Regions from separate parts of the Drosophila melanogaster genome. Here region 1 is linked to region 2. A link is a contact called in public targeted proximity ligation data. All regions are on one chromosome and are shown on one strand. The core of a region is the stretch at or near the end of the contact, and the rest is flanking DNA. Distances in the headings are between cores, read along the strand shown. Region 1 holds the start of CG18131. Region 2 holds the start of CG4896.

Region 1 (4,395 bases), core at 1,027-3,526, 320 kb after region 2:
TGCTAGGCCTGCAGTACTGGATACTCGGTGATGCCTTCATGCGGGAGAACTATGTGGAGTTCGATTGGGCTAGGAGAAGAATGGGCATAGCACCGGCTGTATGAGGGGATTATTCATTTTATTATGACTATCACACCTTGCGTGATAAGTGAATTTATTTAAAAAAATATTCGGACTATAATTTGGTAAACAAATATTACCAATTGTATAAATGGCAATGACAGAAAAAAATTCAATTACATTGTAAAAGTTGGACAAATAAATGTGAATTGTTAATGGGCGTTAATTCCGATCGATTGGACATTAGGAAATCTGACCTCTTAGCTATTTGGTGTTACTTGTGGGTTCCAACTTGATGTTCCTTTCCATTTTGTGCGGTTTGCTGACCACCGTTGCCCCCATAAATGCCACGTGGCATGCGAGGCTGTTGCTGCTGCTGCTGCTGCTGCTGATGCAGCTGTTGCAATTGTCGCAGCTGCACTTGTTGCTGAAACTCCAGATTCTTGTAGATCATGGCTGCAGCAGCAGCAGCATTGTTAGGAGCCTGAGGTTGTTGCGGGGCAGCCTGTTGCGAGTGTTGCTGGTTGTGCTGCGAAGCTTGACGCAGATTTCGAGCGATCAATTGCTGATACAGCAGAGCAAAGTCCTTGGGATTGGCGTTGGACAATGCAGCTAGATCCCCGACACTTGGACGGTGAAGCTGCTGCTGATACTGCTGTTGCTGCTGCTGCTGCTGCTGCTGTTGCGGTGGTGGCTGTGGTGCCACCTGCTGCTGCTTTTGTGGCATGTGGATATGATGGTGGCTGCGTGGCGCATTCAACTGCGGCTGTGGCGGCGCTTGGTGTCGCATCTGATGGTAAAACTGGGGAAATGGTATCTCATTGAAATTTTTAACCGAGTTGCGATTGTGGCTTTCGGTGCCAAGTTGACGATGTGGCTGCTGCTGTTGATGTTGCTGCTGTTGCTGTTGATGTTTCTGCTGTTGATGCTGATGATGTTGCTGCTGATGATGTTGCTGCTGATGATGTTGCTGCTGCTGATGTTGCTGCTGATGCTGAGGGATCTGTCTTTGTTGTTGCTGAAAGCCGCTCTGAAACACAAAATAAATGTATGGCAGTTAGCATAGGATATTTATAGTATGTGAGATAGATACGCAATTCTAAACTATTTTCAAAAAAAACCCGATAACCGTTTAATAGATTCGCGCCTGGTTGCTCATAGCTTACCCCCGGCAAGTTGGAGGCAGCGCCTTCATGTTCCGGAGTAGCTTGTCTTCTTTCATATAGAGGCACCGACTTGACGGATCGTTCGTATCCCGGGTGGGAACTCCAAGCTTGACTCACCATCGGTTTCAGGCCCGCAAGGCAGCTGGCCATGTCCTTGGGAAAGTCAAGGAAGCTCTCCCCGAACAGGGAGTAGTTTTCGGCGGCCTTGAAGTAGTTATGAGTGCCGTTCTCCGGGTAACCGATGGTATCTCCGTAGAGAACGCGCTCCACCTCGGTTACGTAAATGCTGGCACTGTCGACGGCCGCTGGCTTGCTGACACTTTCGCTGGCCGCTGGCTTGCTGGCAGATCCCATTTCACACCCCGTTCCTGATTCGCATCCACTTGGAAAATTGGGCACAGCTTCCTCAGACGCCTCCACGAGACCCAGGGAAATGTCGTTGGATGTTACGCCCCATATTTTCTTGGCCAGCTGACTGGATATGTTGACTGAGGAGGGGTAAATTGGTAGCATTATAAGCATCAATGAGACCCTGAAGTTCACTCGAAAGTTCTACCTTGAGTGGCGGCCGCAGTCTCATCTTCGTCTAGGTCATTAGATATAAGCTGGCTCTTGTTGCTGGCATTCTCGGACATCGTGCGGCTTCTAAAAACATAAACTATAAATTTGGAGGAACGAACAATATGCCTGACTTCAATAAAGTTGATCAACCGTCGCCTGCTGTGTACCGCAGCTCACTGAATAAAAACAATAGAAAAGCCTTGGTAATCGAGCAAAAGCCCAGTCAATATGCACCCAGTTTGTTTATGAAGACTGGCTTGGATTACGCAGTAAACAATTAATTAACTTACCCCGCACCACAACGAACGTCACCTACTGGCGAAGTGAAGCAAGAAGAAAAGAAATGTGACCGGTAAAAAAGATTCTGGCATAAGGATGATGGGCAGCACTGGACTATTTTGCAACACTGATTGGTTGGTCTTAATGTTATTAAAGAAAAGCCTTCAGATATGGCAGTTAAATATGATATGACCATAATAAGAGAGTTCATTTAAATATCTAACTCATAATCGGAATATTTAGGAAACTATGTAAATATCAAATCATGTTCATACGTGTGACCGCAATGTGACCGTTCATATGTGTGTAGCCGCCCAACAAAGAGCTTCTAGTAAATTTAAATAAGTGCTTGACGTAAAAGTGTCATCAGAATTAGTATAATATATCAAGGATAACTCGGTTTATTTCACTATTTGTAGTTCCAACTCGTGCTTTTTCATTTCATCAATAACAGTAGTATTTTTATTTAAAAGTTTTAACAAAGCCGTACACGAACATTTTACAATGGGTCATAAGCTAAACCAGAAGGACATCACATGGACTTAAAGTTAGATTACGGGCTCTGTGATCGCGTAACAAAATCCTGCTCCTGCGCCGCACAATTTCACTGGTGGCAGTTGTAAAAGAGTTGGGGTGCAACTGGAAAAGTAAATTAATGTAAATATGTACTTATTTTTGTGGACTAAGGTCGGTTCCTACACATTTTCGGTGCTGTTGTTGCCGCAGTTCCCATGCTCGTTCCATCCCCAGGTGTAGACCTCTCCTGCCGTAGTCCTCAGTAGACCGTGCTCGGCGCCCATGTGAATTCTGGCAGGACCCTGATCCTCAGGAAGCTTCAGGCGAAGTGGCGTGGGTATTGCCTGCTGTTCGCTGAACGAACCCATTCCCAGCTGACCGTAGCAATTGCGACCCCATACGAGGATCTCGTTGTTTTTGAGCACAGCTGCATTGTGGGTCCAACCCACGGCCAACTGACGCACATCCTCCTCAAACTGAAAGGCGTTGGACTGGCCAAACTTGTTGTCACCCAAGGTAAGGATTCTTTTGGTGCTGCCTCCACCCGTTTCGCTTAGATCCGCGCACTTGAGCACCATGTGGTTCTGACCACTCGAAATGGAAACTATCCGCAGTTCGTTGGGATTGTGGACCTGTATCTTCACCGTATTGCAGCGGTGCAGGCAGGTGGCCGTGATATCCAGCTCGATGGGCGGAGGGTCCATAATCCTCAATCGTCCGAAAACGTAGATTTTGTTGTCTTGCGTAAGGACGGCACAGTGGCGCAGGCCGAAGCTGATCCTCTGGGCGGGTTCTTCGCGTGGAAGCTTTACTGGCATTGGTCTTCTCACGGCAGTAAAGCCGCGCTGACAAATTCCCAGCTGCTGAAAGGCATTGGAGCCCCAGACAAACAGGCGTTTGGTCAACGTGATGGCTCCCGAAATGTCCCAGCCACAGCTAATGGTTTCCACAGGAACATCCTGTAATTTTATTGTTAGAGATTATGGGTTTCTAGGAGAAGCGATCATAGGCTTACTCACCCCGAAGTATTCCGTGGGGATCATCTTGAACTCGCTGTGGCACTCCTCCGTGGAATCCAGTCCCAGTTGACCACGATTGTTCCATCCGCAGGCATGAATCCGTCCGCTTGTGTCGAGGATGAGAACATGGCCACCACCTCCACGAATCAAGCGAACCTGGGCGGGGGCGAAGGAGCACTTGGCCACCCGTTGCGGTGTCATGCACAATTCGGACTCAAAGCCAAGGCCGAGCTGGCCGTGAGAATTGGCACCCTAAGACATGGCGAAAAAAGGGGCGAGAACCCAAGCCAAGGAAATCACTCATTAATTTGCAATGCAAATGCACCGTGGCGATGTCTCTGTTTCTTTCTTGTCATACCCTTGCAGAGAGTAATGTAGTTTCAGACGCAAGTTGATAAGCAATTATCGTTAGAATGGCTAAGAGATATAAAGATATTAGGCTTCTCAGATAGGCTTTTTATATAGTATAAGAAAAGTGGTAAAACAATGATTTCGAAGGTTTAACGAGGACTTGAATGATATGTTATAGGAAGTACTACGTAGTAGTTGGCCTTTAGGTAAGATATTGGTTTTGGATCTACAGGTGGCACAGAGATACGATTAATTCGAACCAACTCGTTCTCTGCAAGGGTATTTCAGTGGTCGGCTCCTTATCGAGAGTTCTACTGCGGCTCCTACCCAGGCGTAAACCTCCATTCTGGTGACCACCAGTTGCTCGTTTCGCGCCGAACTTCCGGTTGCTGTTCGTCGCCGCGATTTTCCGGGTGATTTAATGCACCGCAGTCACGCCAGGA
Region 2 (4,636 bases), core at 828-3,327:
GCAAGCATTGCCCAAGAACCCTAAAGAATTGGCAGTTAAAGATTCAACTGTCAATAGCGGGAACATTTCAGCAGTTTCGCCCTCAGGATTGGGTGGAAACTATACTCTGGCCGATGTGCCACGACTCGCTGAATATAGTGCCTCCCTGTACGCTTCGAATCCCGCAGAGCACGCTTATTATGTCCAGTACTATACGGAGTACTACACGGCAGATATAAACAAAAATAACAGGGATTCCCATTTGACGGAAGCCAATTCCGGAGCAGCGGTTGCCCTCTCGGCCATCCAGCGCAAGCAGAAGAAGATGAGCAGTATCGAGACCACGATCACAGCGGCGGCCACAGCTGCCGCACAGGCAGCGGCGCAAGTGAAGGCCACATTGGCTGCTCAGGTGGCCAGTGCGCCCAAGGGCAACGATGGAAAGATATACCGTATGTCGCCACTCACTTGAGTATGCTAGCATTTTATTATGTTTCATTATGTTGCAGCCACTCCCGATGTGACGCAGTACCAGTATGATGAGACATCCGGCTACTATTACGACAGTACCACGGGTCTCTACTACAATGCCCACTCGCAGTACTACTATAACAACGAGACGGGCGCGTATCTTTACTGGGATCAGCGCAGGAGCACCTATGTGCTGGCCACGCCCGCCTCCACTCAGGCAGCTCTGCAGGAAGTCCTGGCCGACGCCGAGCAAAAGGGGGAGGAGGAGTCCAAAAAGGCGAAGGAGAAGGAGGGTGGAAACAAGCACGACAAGGTTAAGGTGGCGAAGAAGATCGTCAAGGACATGGAGAAGTGGGCCAAGCAGCTAAACCAGAAAAAGGACTACACAGCTGTGGCCACGCCACAACCAATATTGGCGAACGAGGTAGCCACCACTTCGCGTGGCAATCAAGGGGGATATGCTGATGTGGGATTCTCCATTCTCGAGAAGAAGGAGAGGGGCAAGTTAAACGACTATGCGCCAAACCCGACTGTGGGTCCAATGAACAAGCTTGTCAATGCCTATGGCGGAACATCGGACTCTGAAGAGGACAATGCTGCGAGTTCGCAAAACACACAGAGTTCAGCGGTTGTAAGCGGCGGAGGAGGTGCTGAAGAGTCCGATTACGTGGACTTCCATAAACTGACATGCCTGCTCTGCAAGCGTGCCTTCCAATCGTTGGAAATACTCCAGAAGCACTTGAAGATGTCCACTCTGCACAAGGAGAACCTGGCCAAGCTCAATCAAAACACTAGCAGTAGCATCGAAGAGGCACTAGCGTAAGTGAAATCGCGATGTGTGGTGGAGTATATTATCATTGAATTCATATTCTTTCCCAGCTATCGTGATCGTGCCAAGGAGCGCAGGCTGAAGTACGGCGAGAGCGATCCTCCCCCACCAAATAGGAGCAGGGAGCGATTCGAGCAGGAGATCAAGACACTGCAGTCGCGGCAAAAGCAGTCTACTAGCGCTACTCCAGCCATGCCCATCAGTTCGAGCAACGTGGGCAGTCGACTGCTCCAAAAGATGGGTTGGTCGGAGGGACAGGGACTGGGCAGGAAGAACCAGGGACGCACCCAGATCATAGAGGTAACTGAGCTGACGGCAAGCTATAAAATGAATTAAGAAAATTAAGCATTTTGGGTTCCCTCAGGCGGACGGACGCTCCAATTACGTGGGCTTGGGCAACAAATCGGGACAGATGATACCGGGCAACGACTACAAATCCTATATAAAGAAGATGATGAAGCAGCGCTACGAGAATGCTTGAGAAATTGGTTTTTAGCCGTTTCACATGTTTCATTTCAACTAAAGTCGCCGTTTAATTCAGCTTTTCAACCGAAGCAAAAATTATTTCCATATTATATATGAAGCTTCTTGAGCATTGTTTTCCTAACAGATTGGCGTTTTTTTAAGTCCACGAGCAAGTGTGACCGTTTAGTTAATAGTTTCTGATTAAGCGAATTTAAATCCTTTTTCGAATGTACAAAATAAAATGTAACGGTGTAAAGTTTAAATTTGCTTGGTGTTGGGAAACAACTGTTAGCTGGCACTTGGTAGCCCTGGAGCTATCGGTCAGTTATCGATAACTGGCAGTCAGATACTTCGGGTGAACGGCAAAAAAGAAGACCGAGAATTTTTCTATTCGGGTTTTTTTTTTTGGCCGGATAACTGATTGTTTCTGCCTGAATGCAAAGAGACTTCCAGTTCGGGAACAAGTTTAACCAGCTTCCAATCCTGTTACAGTCGTGGTAACCAAGTAAGATGTGCGCACATAGACGGTTCATCTAATGGCAAAAGGCCAAATCACAAACACTGCATTTAATTACAATCGATTCGCATTAGATATGGATTCTCGATATGGTCACAGCTTCTCGGGCGGCAACGGAAACGGCAGCGAATCGGGCTACAGACGCTACAGTCGCTCCCGATCCCGATCCAGGTAGGTAGTCCTTTGTCCACCTGGAGCCTCTTAGTGGATTACTACCAATTGCGATTATTTCAGGGAACGAAGTCGGGACCGCAATGAGTACAGACGTCGCAACTCCCGTTCGCGCAGTCGGGAGCGGTCCTCACACTATAGAAACGACCGCAGTCCGGATCGCGATCTGTACCGCGACCTGATCAACGAGGATTACGAGGATCAGGGAAACTACAACTCGAGACAGAACCTTGACCAGCGCCACGGCGAGGACAAATACGATCGTCGGCATGCTGATAGCCAGGGTCGCAGGGATCACGATAGCAACTACGACAAGAGTGGCCAGGATATGGATAAGGACCGCGATCACCGCTGGAAAAACTACGATCGCGTTTCGAGAGAGCGCAACCATGATGACTTCGATCGGGGATCGGAGCGCAGCAGGTAAGAAATGATACATATTGCATATTACCCATATCGTGCTCAGTGTTATCACTGAGATTAAGATTAAGCTAAGTTCTATGTTTCCATTCACAAGGCTTCCATAAGAAGGAGGACTCCTCTTTCACTAGTTTAAAAGACCTTTCATTTGCTAATCACTTGTAATAAAAGTCAAAATAATTAGAAATCAACCCATTCAGTAATGTACACTTCCCTTTGTTCGCATAAATGCATACAAATCATCTTATGAAATATTCATGCTGGATGCCTTTAATTACAGTGGATAGTATGCAAACGATGGTTTCAAACGAACCGAACGAAAATTTATTCGACAAAGTGCTCATTGTATGACCTTAAAGAATCGCTTTCCTTTCAGCCGCAGCAATGACCAGCGGCAGTTCAATAATAATGGAAATAGTAACTCCAGCAGCAGTTACAGAGATCGCGAGAAGGAGCGCGATCGAGATAGACGGTGTTCCTCGGACGAGGACAGCGACATGGCCAGCGAATTCAGGCAGAGAGGTGCCTACAACAGTGGCAGCAGCGTTGAGCCCTTGAACAACATAATCCTCTTCGGTCTGAAGAAGCACGTCACGGAAGCAGACGTAATGTTTAAGCGATAAGCAGAACGAATGTAAAATTAACCAAGTAATCCTCCACAGATCATGGGCGAGCTGATCAAGGTCGACCTGGAGCCCACATCCATTCGCGTGATGAGGAAGCAACAAACAGGTGGGTTACATTTCCGTGTGTTACATTCGATTTAAAGTGAAATTGTAGAGAAAGCGTGAGTATTGCGTGCCCAGCAACATGTTCGATGTAGGACTTATAGCAATTTCAATTATACTTGGCTTCGACATCAGCAAAAACATATAGAAAACTACAAACCGAAACAAAAACACAATCCCCAAAAATGACACAATGCTAATGATACAACCAACATTTTTTGACCAAACATTTTCGTATCTACTTCTATCTAAAATTTAGGTGCCTCACGCTGTTTTGCATTTGTCGAGTTTAAAACCGTTGAGGAGGCGACTCGTTGGATGGAGTTAACCCAGGTATCCCTAAAAACCACAAGAATCTTGAATCTTCTCGTATCCGCCAAAATAGAAATGACGGCAAGATCCGATAGCTTGGCATCAACTGTTGAAAAATGTGTGCCTTGAGTTCAATTCTGCTGGTGGGCTGCCTGTCCCTTCCATTTTTCTGTCTTAGATCAGGGAACTGAACTCAAAGGCGGAATCGAATCTTACGTAAAGGAAGCAACCAGCATCTGCGTGATGTCGAAAAACACAGATGCAATCTTGGTGACTGTGTAGTCTGTGAACGATTTGCCTGATCAGCAGTTTCAGTTACTAATTCCAATTTTACCTCTTCTATTTTTCCGTTCAGGGAGTCCTCCAACTGGGCGATCATCGTGTCACCATGCAGTATAGTCACACTCGCATCTCAGACTGGACTTGCATTAAGGTATGCTCCGTTAAGATACAGATTGGCAACAATAATTAGCTTTTTTCGCCATCCTTCAGTGTGGTGCCAGCAACTTTAAGCGCCGCTTCCAATGCTACATGTGCAATGCGTCGCGGGCGGAGAGCGAGAATGCTCTTTACGGAGCCGGCGAGGGCGTCGACGAGATCAGCCAAATCCTCACAAAAAGTATATCCACCATGAGCAATATCTTTCAATGCCGTTTCCTAGCTAATCAGCTAAATACCCCACTAACCTGCCACGCTTTCCCCATGCAGAGATCATGCTTCGCGGCTTGGACGCGCTGACAAACG

What was found.
Region 1: a contact with region 2 is called in a targeted proximity ligation map of the Kc167 cell line, with 4 times the contacts expected there. A contact is called at or near these places in 3 of 107 Hi-C or Micro-C datasets (the Clone 8 cell line, the Kc167 cell line and the S2 cell line) and 1 of 7 datasets of targeted methods (the Kc167 cell line).

What each region holds. Positions count from the first base shown.
Region 1 is chr2L:1,498,332-1,502,726 of dm6, forward strand. CG18131 reads right to left here and starts at 2,277. Exons shown (of 4, transcript NM_164422.3): 1 at 2,078-2,277; 2 at 1,783-1,871; 3 at 1,227-1,714; 4 at 124-1,090. The coding sequence starts at 1,861. The coding sequence ends at 335. CG7420 reads right to left here. Exons shown (of 4, transcript NM_001272942.2): 1 at 4,280-4,395; 2 at 3,602-3,853; 3 at 2,768-3,541; 4 at 2,453-2,705. The coding sequence starts at 4,297. The coding sequence ends at 2,583. CG31661 reads left to right here. Exons shown (of 1, transcript NM_164420.2): 1 at 1-252. The coding sequence ends at 104. It also overlaps asRNA:CR44064.
Region 2 is chr2L:1,175,613-1,180,248 of dm6, forward strand. It overlaps CG4896, which reads left to right and starts at 2,078. Exons shown (of 13, transcript NM_164409.4): 1 at 2,078-2,256; 2 at 2,336-2,432; 3 at 2,496-2,855; 4 at 3,235-3,457; 5 at 3,515-3,584; 6 at 3,840-3,913; 7 at 4,248-4,325; 8 at 4,385-4,511; 9 at 4,601-4,636. The coding sequence starts at 2,338. CG4887 reads left to right here. Exons shown (of 12, transcript NM_001272930.1): 9 at 1-431; 10 at 489-1,269; 11 at 1,330-1,579; 12 at 1,644-1,977. The coding sequence ends at 1,760.